2 separate regions of the Aphis gossypii genome follow, and region 1 is linked to region 2. The links are chromatin contacts, called in public Hi-C maps. All regions are on one chromosome and are shown on one strand. Each heading gives the region's core, a stretch centred on a gene start, on an enhancer-like site or on the middle of the called end of the contact. The rest is flanking DNA. Distances are from core to core; before and after follow the strand shown.

What was found. A called contact is a pair of places that touch in the nucleus more often than the background predicts.
Region 1: a Hi-C map of whole body shows a contact between it and region 2, with 2.6 times the contacts expected there. The contact joins the promoter of LOC114122485 here to the promoter of LOC114122473 in region 2. A contact is called at or near these places in 2 of 2 Hi-C or Micro-C datasets (both in whole body).

Annotation. Positions count from the first base shown.
Region 1 is chr1:82,453,978-82,459,023 of ASM2018417v2, forward strand. It overlaps LOC114122485 (clathrin light chain), which reads left to right and starts at 3,763. Exons shown (of 7, transcript XM_027985158.2): 1 at 3,763-4,000; 2 at 4,262-4,418; 3 at 4,543-4,605. The coding sequence starts at 4,271. LOC114122484 (tuftelin-interacting protein 11) reads left to right here. Exons shown (of 12, transcript XM_027985156.2): 6 at 1-157; 7 at 231-446; 8 at 505-755; 9 at 1,079-1,275; 10 at 1,355-1,576; 11 at 1,642-1,934; 12 at 2,046-2,400. The coding sequence ends at 2,297.
Region 2 is chr1:82,259,738-82,264,864 of ASM2018417v2, forward strand. It overlaps LOC114122473 (ras-related protein Rab-39B), which reads left to right and starts at 2,365. Exons shown (of 5, transcript XM_050198873.1): 1 at 2,365-2,827; 2 at 2,908-3,017; 3 at 3,101-3,266; 4 at 3,974-4,114; 5 at 4,266-4,763. The coding sequence starts at 2,720. The coding sequence ends at 4,403. It overlaps LOC114122482 (RNA polymerase II-associated factor 1 homolog), which reads left to right. Exons shown (of 11, transcript XM_027985155.2): 10 at 107-190; 11 at 808-1,654. The coding sequence ends at 1,253. LOC114122472 (SET and MYND domain-containing protein 4) reads right to left here. Exons shown (of 9, transcript XM_027985147.2): 8 at 4,979-5,127; 9 at 4,649-4,923. The coding sequence ends at 4,738.

The DNA of each region.
Region 1 (5,046 bases), core at 2,513-5,012, 200 kb after region 2:
TGGTCCTGAACAGAGAATTTTATCTGGATATCATGCTATATCTGGTGTAAAAAAACCAACAGATCAGTGGGAAATACGAAAAGATAAAAAATACTCAAATTTTGATCTACCCGAGTTATTACACAATCTCAACCTATTAGTTGAAATAGCTGAACAAGTATACAAAATGACTATGAACTTATTTTATTTTAAAATAAAAAAAAAACCATTTAATTTTGGTTTTATTGCAGAATATAATTACTAATAATCAAGAACTTTGTACTTCGGAAGATCGACTTATTGTCATTGAACAAGAAACTACAAAATTAGGAGAAAGTATTAATGAAAAAAATAAATCAATTGAATCTCTGGAAAAAATGATAATTGTTATGGAATCTTTAAATGATGCATTAAAAAAAAATATGTTAGATAGTAACCAAGCTATAAAACGTTTAACAGAAATGAAAGTAAGTTAATTAGTTAAAAATATTCTCTTCAATATAATGATTAACTTTAATTGTTTAGGAAAATTACTACCCAGATTATCGTCTTAATGGTGGATCAGTCTTTGCTTTATCAATTTCTCAAATATTGATAAAAGAAATGCTATCTACATGGAATCCATTACAAGATCCAACAATGCCTTTCGTAGAACTCAAAAAATGGAAAGAACTATTAACATTAGATGAGCCATGTGCTGTTGGTTTTCAATCAAGTGATGAATTTCAAACATTAATTTGGCAAGAATGGGTACCTCAAGTTCAAAAAGCATGCGGGTGATTATAATACTAATTAAAGAAGAATAAATTGTTCTCAATATTCTAAATTTGTTTGTTATTATATCAAAATTCACCAAAAACAAATCTCTACAGTCTGCGAAAAACTTTATCTGGCCCATAGTCAAAGAATTTTTTTTTTTAAGTGAATTTTAATAGTTCTATTTTTATATTTTAATGATCCTCAAAAACTCTCTGAATTCCTTAAGTGGCTTTCTAAAAATGTTAACTGGTGATATCTATGTAAAATAATGTTAAATTATCTTCTATATTTTATATTATGCGGTATTTTCAGTATTTTCATTCATTTATTTTTTATTTAGGCAATGGAAATGTCGAGATTATAACAGTATGTTGAAACTTGTTGAACAATCAGCTGAATTGATACCAATTGACATAATTAATAAAGTTCTTGAAAATATGATTTTACCTAAAATACAGTCGGAAGTAGAACAATGGGATCCGTTAACTGATATTGTACCAATCCATTTATGGATTCACCCATGGTTGCCTTATTTAAGTGAGCCAAATTCAATATCAATTATTAACTAGATTAATAATTTTGAATCAAATTATTATTTTTTTGTTAACATAAATAGGTAAACATTTCGAAACAATAGTTTATCCAACACTAAGACAAAAATTAAGTGTAGCATTAAATGCCTGGCATCCATCTGACAGTTCTGCTAAGCTGATGCTCCAACCATGGATAAATGTTTTTCAACAAGGCTACATGGAAGCTTTTCTAATAAAAAATATTGTTCCTAAATTACAAGCGGCTCTACACGCTTTTGTAATCAACCCACATCACCAACAATTGGGTAACTATATTTTTAAAAACTAGTAGAGATATTAAAATTTAAAAAAAAAATTATTTTTTGTTTAGACAATTGGAATTGGGTTAATGCATGGTCAGATGTATTACCATTGCCTACATTAGTGGAATTGTTGGACCAACATTTCTTTCCTAAGTGGCTTAAAACACTTACTATGTGGATAAATATGAATCCTAATCACGAACAAATAAGTAATTGGTATACAGGATGGAAGTCTTTAATGCCTCCTGTTATTGTTGAACATCCAACCATTAAAGGGAGATTTCATTCAGCTTTGGATATAATGAGCCGAGCAGTTGGAGGACCTTCTATGCCACAACCACCTCCACCACCAACAATTCACGTAAATAATTTAAATTATAAAATAGACAAACAAATTACTACAAACAACCATTGTTTTTATTATCATTATGATGTTAAGGGTTTTGATATGTTTTATATTATATGTTTTTAGGGTGGTCTAGCTGAAGCTGTACGTACTGCATCACAAATGCCACATGGCTTTAAAGAATTAGTACAGAAACGTTGTGAGGAACGAGGTATTTTATGGATGCCTATGTCTGGTCGTTTTAGAGAAGCCAAACAAGTATATAGATGTGGAGCAAGACTTCAAGCATTTATTGACCGTGGAGTTTTATTTGTTAGCCAAGATGGAACAAATTTTGCTCCAATGTCTGTACAGTCCATGTTAGAATTATGTGAATAAAATGTTATTAATAGTATTGTTTATAATGACAAATTATTGGAAATATTATGTATAATTTAAGTTATTAAGTATAAAATGTCAAATATAAACACTATTTTTGTAATAGGTTTTCAATTTTTATGTATTTACTAGTATCAATATACATAGATTTATTTATTATACTACTAAAAATCTAGTAATCTAATAAACATTACACCTCAATCTACCAATAGTGTGTTCTTAATGAACTATATTTTAATGTTAGAAAATGTAAAATTATGACATATTCAAAAAAGTACATAACTCAAAGTTATAAATATTATTTAAATACCATTGATTGGCTAGAGTTATTATTATTATTACTAGTATTAATGACCTTAGTAAATATTTTGACTCTTCCTTATAGTTCTATGATCACTATACATATCATGAATAAATCGTCTTCAATGTTAGTAGAATATGTTCCGATTTCAATAATGCAATAGTTCTAAAATCTCTGTATTGCTTTTTTGTTTACTCAATCAAGGGCGTGCTCTAGGGGGATGGGAATGTCATATCCCCCATGAACTATTTTTTTATGCATTTGCTTAAGTTTTTAGCTAGTTTTGCTTTTTTCAAAAAATAAAAAAAAAAAGGTAATGCATAATATATTGGTTTTAATTTTTTAGTTTTGTTAATAATTTTTAAAGATATAAAATATATATAGGTAGTAGATATGGAATATAGTACGTTTCCTAATCAACCGATGATTGGCATAATTAGTTCCCTAAATATATCATAACATTTTTTATACTTCACTAAAACATTCCAAAATTGTTTCCCCGAAACCCAAATCCAACTAATATATTAAAATACCAATATATTCGGACGTAGGATATGGTATTATGAATTCTATTTCCGCGGCCAAATATAAGAAGCCGCTAGCGATAACAGTGTTAGTCACGAATTAATATAATTTACTAATTTACTATAAATATTTTAGGGTATCTAATTCTCACTTTACAAATACGTTCGTTTCTAAATAACAATAATTGTCCCAATAATTATTACTCTAAACTTGGTTATTATTGAAAATAAATTTTCTTCCAAAATCTGATTTAACCAAATAAGAAACCGACCAAAATATAAACATTTTCCAACGTACGTTTCTAAACAATAATGTTTTTCCCGAAACACCATAAATCATAGAGTAAGACCGTCCTAAGAATAATAATAGAACATATTATCAACAAATAAACTAATTAATAATAATTTCGTCGCATTAAAATAATATTATCTCAACATTTTGGCACCATCGAATAAAATGGCTTTTATTGGGGCAATGATTTTGCGAGTAACTTAAGTCTTAATTGGAACTTCCGGAAGAAAATTATATTGGGAGTATTAATAATTCGGATAAAAAAAATTTGGGTGAATTGGTTGTGACCCATATTATCAAATATTCGTATTTATCAGCACGATTATAATCACTCTAATCTTGCGTTCGTCTGCACTCCTGCCCACCACACAGTGCTCACTGACAGTGCCTGTGCCCCTGTGCCACCCGACACTCGCATTCGATCTTGTTTTCTTGTCAGTAGTCACTAAGTTCCGTCCATAATAATCGTTTAACCCGTTTACAGTTTTAATTTTTCTGCCGTTTGTCAAAAGACTCCGTACGCGTACGACTGACTACGAACGGTCGTTGAACATTAATAATTCGATCGAAGAACGGATTTCTGAACGTAAGTCTGCTGCCTATTTTTACACGTCATCGTCGAGTCGCAGGGGAATTCAATATCGAAATACGCCTTTATTGGCAATTTTATTTCTATTCATCTGTCGTCGTTATTATTCGTTATCTTATCTCTAAATATTATTACAGACTACAGTTCAATCGGTTCGGCCCTTACATTATTTTTACACCGAACATCTCGATCATTTATTGTTATAAAATACTGTTACACCTCTATCTAGGTATTTCATATATTTTATTTTTCGAACAGTTTGAAGTGATGGATAACTTTGGTGACAATTTCGACGATAACGATGTCGATCCAGCCGCAGAATTTCTAGCTCGCGAACAAACTCAATTGGCGGGCTTAGAAGACGATCTCAACACACCCAATGTACCGATCGGTGTCACCCAAACCTTATCAAACGGTAACTACTAATAATCTCGACTAGCAGAATATAATAGTCATCACTTGCCTGCTTTGTGAAGCTTTTTATTCATGTCTTTATATTATTTTTTTTTCTGCATGCTATGAATTGTATGTATGATTAGGTTCAGGAAGCAGCTTTGAAATAATTGATAGTGCAGAAAACCAGTTAACTAACTCTGTGAACGGTGAGTTGTTAGATTTAAAGTTCATTCAAACAAAATATATCAATGTTTAATAATTGTCCTAAGACTTAAGTACTATTTATTTAAACCATTTATGTATTGACATTTCATTAATTGTAGGTTTCTTAATTTTTATGAAATTTAATTATGATAAATACTTTATAATATTAAAAAATAAAACACTTAATTTTAATACTAACAGAGTCATGTATTAAAGTTTAGTTAAAACTAATTGTCTGTTTTAATGTAACTATTAAAAACTATTTTGAAGAATAGAAAAACGTAATTTGTATAATATTAATTACCTATTGGTTCCTTGACATTAAAAAAATAAATTTTTATTCTTGTTTTTATAATTAAAGTAATAAAGAATATAAATTACTTATTGAAGCAATTTGTCATTAAAAAAAAAATTGTAATTACTTCTTTAAAAAAAAAAAAAAA
Region 2 (5,127 bases), core at 1,115-3,614:
TAGTAACTATTATAGTTAATCAGTGTTTTTTTGTAATTGACCTGAGTACTTTCAGTACTTGCGTACATTTTTTTGTTAATTAACATGTATTTTTTATTTATTTTAGCTGCAAAAGAAAGTGCAAAGGAAATTACAACTAAAAATAAAGCAGACAGTGATGATGATGATGATGATAATGATTCTAGAAAAGGTAATGACATAAATCTATTTAAACTTTGACTTTTGAAAACTTTAAATTAGTAATGAATGCTCCAAATTAAAACACTAAAAGTGTATGTGATTTTTGTTTAAACACTGGCTAAGTTAAGAAATTTTAAAGTTTCATACAACACACTACATAGTATACTATTTATACATTTAAAATTAAACAATACTTGTATATTAGAAATAGAATTTTCTAGTAGTTTTAAGATTGTATAACAAAGATAAGCAAGAATCTATTTTTAAAAAAAATCTCGACCAATGTCTTGATAAAATCAATTTTATTCAAATTAATTATCAATGCTTTGTAATTATTTTAATTATTGCTATAAAAATTTAAGTAATTTATTCTAGTGATCCTTTAATCTCACTATAAATGTACTTAATAGTTAATACCACATTATAATAGAAGTTGAATAAAAAAAATCTCAATTTACCCTTCTTTGATAGCTGACATAGTACTTTCTTTTAAGTTTACTCTATAAATAAAAAAAAATACTTAAGAATTTAAAAAAAAATGACCATGTATAATAATAAATTTCTTTATTATTATTTATGAATTTATAACGTATGAATATATAAACAATTTTTTTCTTATGTTTTCAGGTGATTCTAAAAAGAATGATTCAGATAGTGATGCTTCTGATGATGATGAAGTTACAACTAACTCTAAGCGTGCTAACAGTGAAACAGTTGATAGTGACAAAGAAAAAAAGAAAAGTCAACGAGCTTCTAGTGAAGTCAATTCTGATAGTGACGCTAGTATTAAGAAACCCAATAATCGTAAAGTTAGTTCTGGAAGTGATGATAGTGATAAATCTGATGAAGAAGATAATATCAAAAGAAAAGATTCATCTCAAAGTGGTGACAGTGAAGAAGAACGTAAAGTTAAACGCGTGTCTAGTGAAGCTAGATCAGATAGTGATAATAGTGATGTTGAAATGAGAAGTAAAAAAAGCTCAGAACATGGAGCCAGTGAAGTCAATTCAGATTCTTCAGTCTCTGATAATAGTGAACAAGAAAGCAACAGAGGTTCAGATAGTGATGAATAATGATAATAATATTTAATATTATAGAATTTATGAATTTATGTTATCTCTTGAACCATACATCATACAAAACCATACCTGTAGACAATTTATATAAATGTATATATTTTATATATAATACATGAATATTTCATGATGACTATTTTGACATGTTGCTGAACTGGTAGAGCTGTAACTTTAAATACTACATTTTTATTATTTCTTATGAAAACGATCTAATCGAATTAAATTAGTGTCACTGGATGACCCATTCATTTCAAGTTAACAACCAATGTATCCTTTACTATAGTTATACATATTACGTGTATATTATTGTTGTATTTCTTTGTACAAATATTTGTAAATATTCATTTTTTATACAAAAATAAATAATAAATAAATCAAAAGTTATTTTTATTAGGTTATGATGTGTCAATCATTTTTAACTCAGAATATAATTCACTAGCATTAAGTTGTGCTAAACTTTAAAAATACTTTTCATAGTACCTATGCACAATTATTTGTCTAATCCACAAAAAACGTAGGCACAAAAATCAAATAATGAATTTTAAAAATGGTATTGTGAAAAAGACAACTGGAAAATTACTAATTAATTATTTAATATTTGAAAAATATTTTTGAAGATTTGGACACCCATACGCTAAAATGCTAAATGAGTAGGTCAACTTCACATTTGTAAATAATTGTTAAGTAATAAATGTCCATCGGTGTTTCACAATGGTGCCAGAACTTTAACCTTATAATAATTATTAATTACCTATTAATTGAGTTTATATAATAAGGTCAGTATGTCGGATTAAAGAGTTGGTTCGTGGCTAGTACTGTAGTTTGACCACAGAACAATATTGGTGGTTTGATCGACTTGTTGCCCGCCAATTTATAAAAAAAAATTATTATACCGAAACGCCCGGAATCAATATACCAGTTACCCGATTTACAGAACAACCCAAAGAGAGAGAGGACAGCAGCAGCTGGTGACCCATGAATGGGGAAACGTTATGAGTTTGCGGGGTTGGGTGTAATACCATAGAATAAAAACATAAGGAGGGGAAAATGATGATAAAATAATATAATATCATTAAAGAACAACTACTATAGGACCACAAGGACGAACCAAACAGTATTATCTATTGGCTGTCGCGATATTTACATAATGCATAATAACTTCTCTAGATAAAGGAAAAAAATCATTGACTGCTCGTCTTACCTACGTCGCAGTTATTAGTTATTTTTAATACACATGTGAAGTGTGTACGTACAAAGAAACAATTCAATTGTCAACAGTATACTTTGTAACTCTTTATATACCTGCAAGTTCAGTGATGGTTACGTAAGTTTTTGTCGAAGAATTTGTATTTCAATTGACTAATAATTTTCATTATTAGTCATCCGATTGAATTGAATTAGAACGATTTTGTTTTCCGAACTATTTCGAACCCACGTTCATAGTTTCGTTCACGTTCTACAATATGGCTGACTTGATGTTTGACTATCAGTTCCGTTTGATACTGATCGGTGACAGTACAGTGGGCAAGAGTTCACTGTTAAAATTTTTCAACGACGGTAAATTCGTCGAGGTAAAAGCTTTGTTAAAAAATAACTTAATGTTCATTGCATAAATTGGTTTTATTTTATTATTATTAATGTTATATACCAGGTGTCTGATCCGACAGTTGGCGTTGATTTTTTTGCTAGAACAATACAAATACCCAGTGGTCCACGAATAAAATTACAGCTTTGGGATACAGCTGGTCAAGAGAGATTTAGGTAAGTAAGAACGAATTGTTTTTGTTTTTATTATTGTTCTTGTTGACTTAATGCCGTCAATGGTTATATTTTGTATTTAATAGATCAATTACAAAATCCTACTATCGAAATTCAGTAGGTGCTTTGTTAATATATGACATAACAAAACGAGCTAGTTTTGAACACATACCTGTTTGGATGAACGATGCCAAACGACACATTGAACCTCATCGACCAGTATTTGTCTTAGTTGGGTGCAAATTAGATCTGGTAATTTTTAAAATATCTATGTACAAGTATACATTCTAAAAAAACAATTTAAAAGTACTTAATATATAAAAGGTTTTTTGTGTAGGTATTTTGTTTTTACAGAATTCAAATTTTAAAACTATTGTATACAACTACTTTAATTGTAGCAGACAATAATAACTAATTAACATAACTTGTTTTTCTTTATTATTATTATTATTACAACAATTTTGCATCTATATACTAAAAATGTAATACTGTATTATACTTATTTTCTCTTAAATTTTCATCTAAAAATGAATGTTAAAGTATAGTACACATCTTTTATAATATAGAAGTGTTTTATTACATCTAATTGCCTTTATTAATTATAATATATGTTCTGTTAAACTCTGATAAATTATTCTAAATTGATTAAGTTTAAGATTACAAGGGTTTCAAGGTTATCTTCTAAGTTTAGTAATAGGTATATTAATAAGAAAAGTTTCATGATAATTTTACTAAAATAATATTGAATAAAAATTGTAACAGTATTTTGAAGATATTATCATGACTAAATATTTAATTTATATGGAAATCAAAAAATAAATAATAATGAAATCTATCAACAAATATTAACCAGTATATTTTATGTACAAATTTATCTATCTAAATATGAATTATTAAAAGTGTAAATAATTTGTAAATAATTATCAATACTATGTAGTTTATTTGTTTATTTTACATAGGTAAATAATGGTGCTAGTAAAAGGGAAGTGACTGAAGAAGAAGCCAAACAATTTGGTGCAGAACATAATATATTCACTGTTGAAACATCAGCAAAAACAGGTTCTAATGTTGAATTGGCATTTTCTGCTATTACCCAAGAAGTAATTATTAATTTATTCACAAATTGATTATGATTTATATTATGCGTAACTTTACTATTTTCTTTTCAAGGCCTTTTAATAAATGTAATATCAATAAATAGGCAAAATAATAGTCTTAATATCTATTGTTTATTGAATATTATTTTTTTAGATTTATCAGAGGATAAAAAGTGGTGAATACCAAATGGAAGAAGGCTGGGATGGCATTAAAAGTGGTTATTCACATCATTCAGCTAGCATTGATTTCAATAACTATATTGAGGCTGAACCAGCTAAGTCATGCTGTTAAAACTTGAATCCCCTTAACAAGCTTTTATTCTTTTTTTTTTGTTTTTTATCTTTAACTGAATAACAATTTTATGAAACAAACATTAGGCTTTGATGACTTTTAATTTTTAAATTTTTAAATGTTTATATTGACAAATATTAACCTAAGGTAAATATTTAAGCTACATTTAGGAGAATGGTACAAGACTAGTATTCTATGAATTATTGTAAACTATAGTTTATTTTATATATATATATAAATGTATAATTTTTTTGCACATAATTATATTTTTTTAATATGAATGTTTTACAATTAAGCTTTGTATAAACTATCTGTCTTACTCAATAATAAATTACTATAATTTATTTCCAAATGTCAACATACACTGTCTTATTGCTTGCTGACAAAGATGGTAGTCCCTGAAAGGTGGCACCATGTGCTTATGTAATAAAGATAAAAGTGCCATGAATTCTGCTAAAGCCTTTTCATAGTTGTGCTTATCCATCAACCGTTTGGCAACTGAATATTTATTCTCCGTTTCCTTAAAGAACATTTTTATTAATATTTGTCGTTAAATGTAATTGAGCAGTAGATACCTGCAAAACTTTTAAAACCGGTAACAGTTTAGTAGTTTTTGAGCAAACCATACAATGGACTATAAACTCCATTGTTTCTGTTGTCACTGTGATTGAATTTTTACAATGTGAACATCTGATTCTGAGCGATGTATTTGTCTTCATCTGTT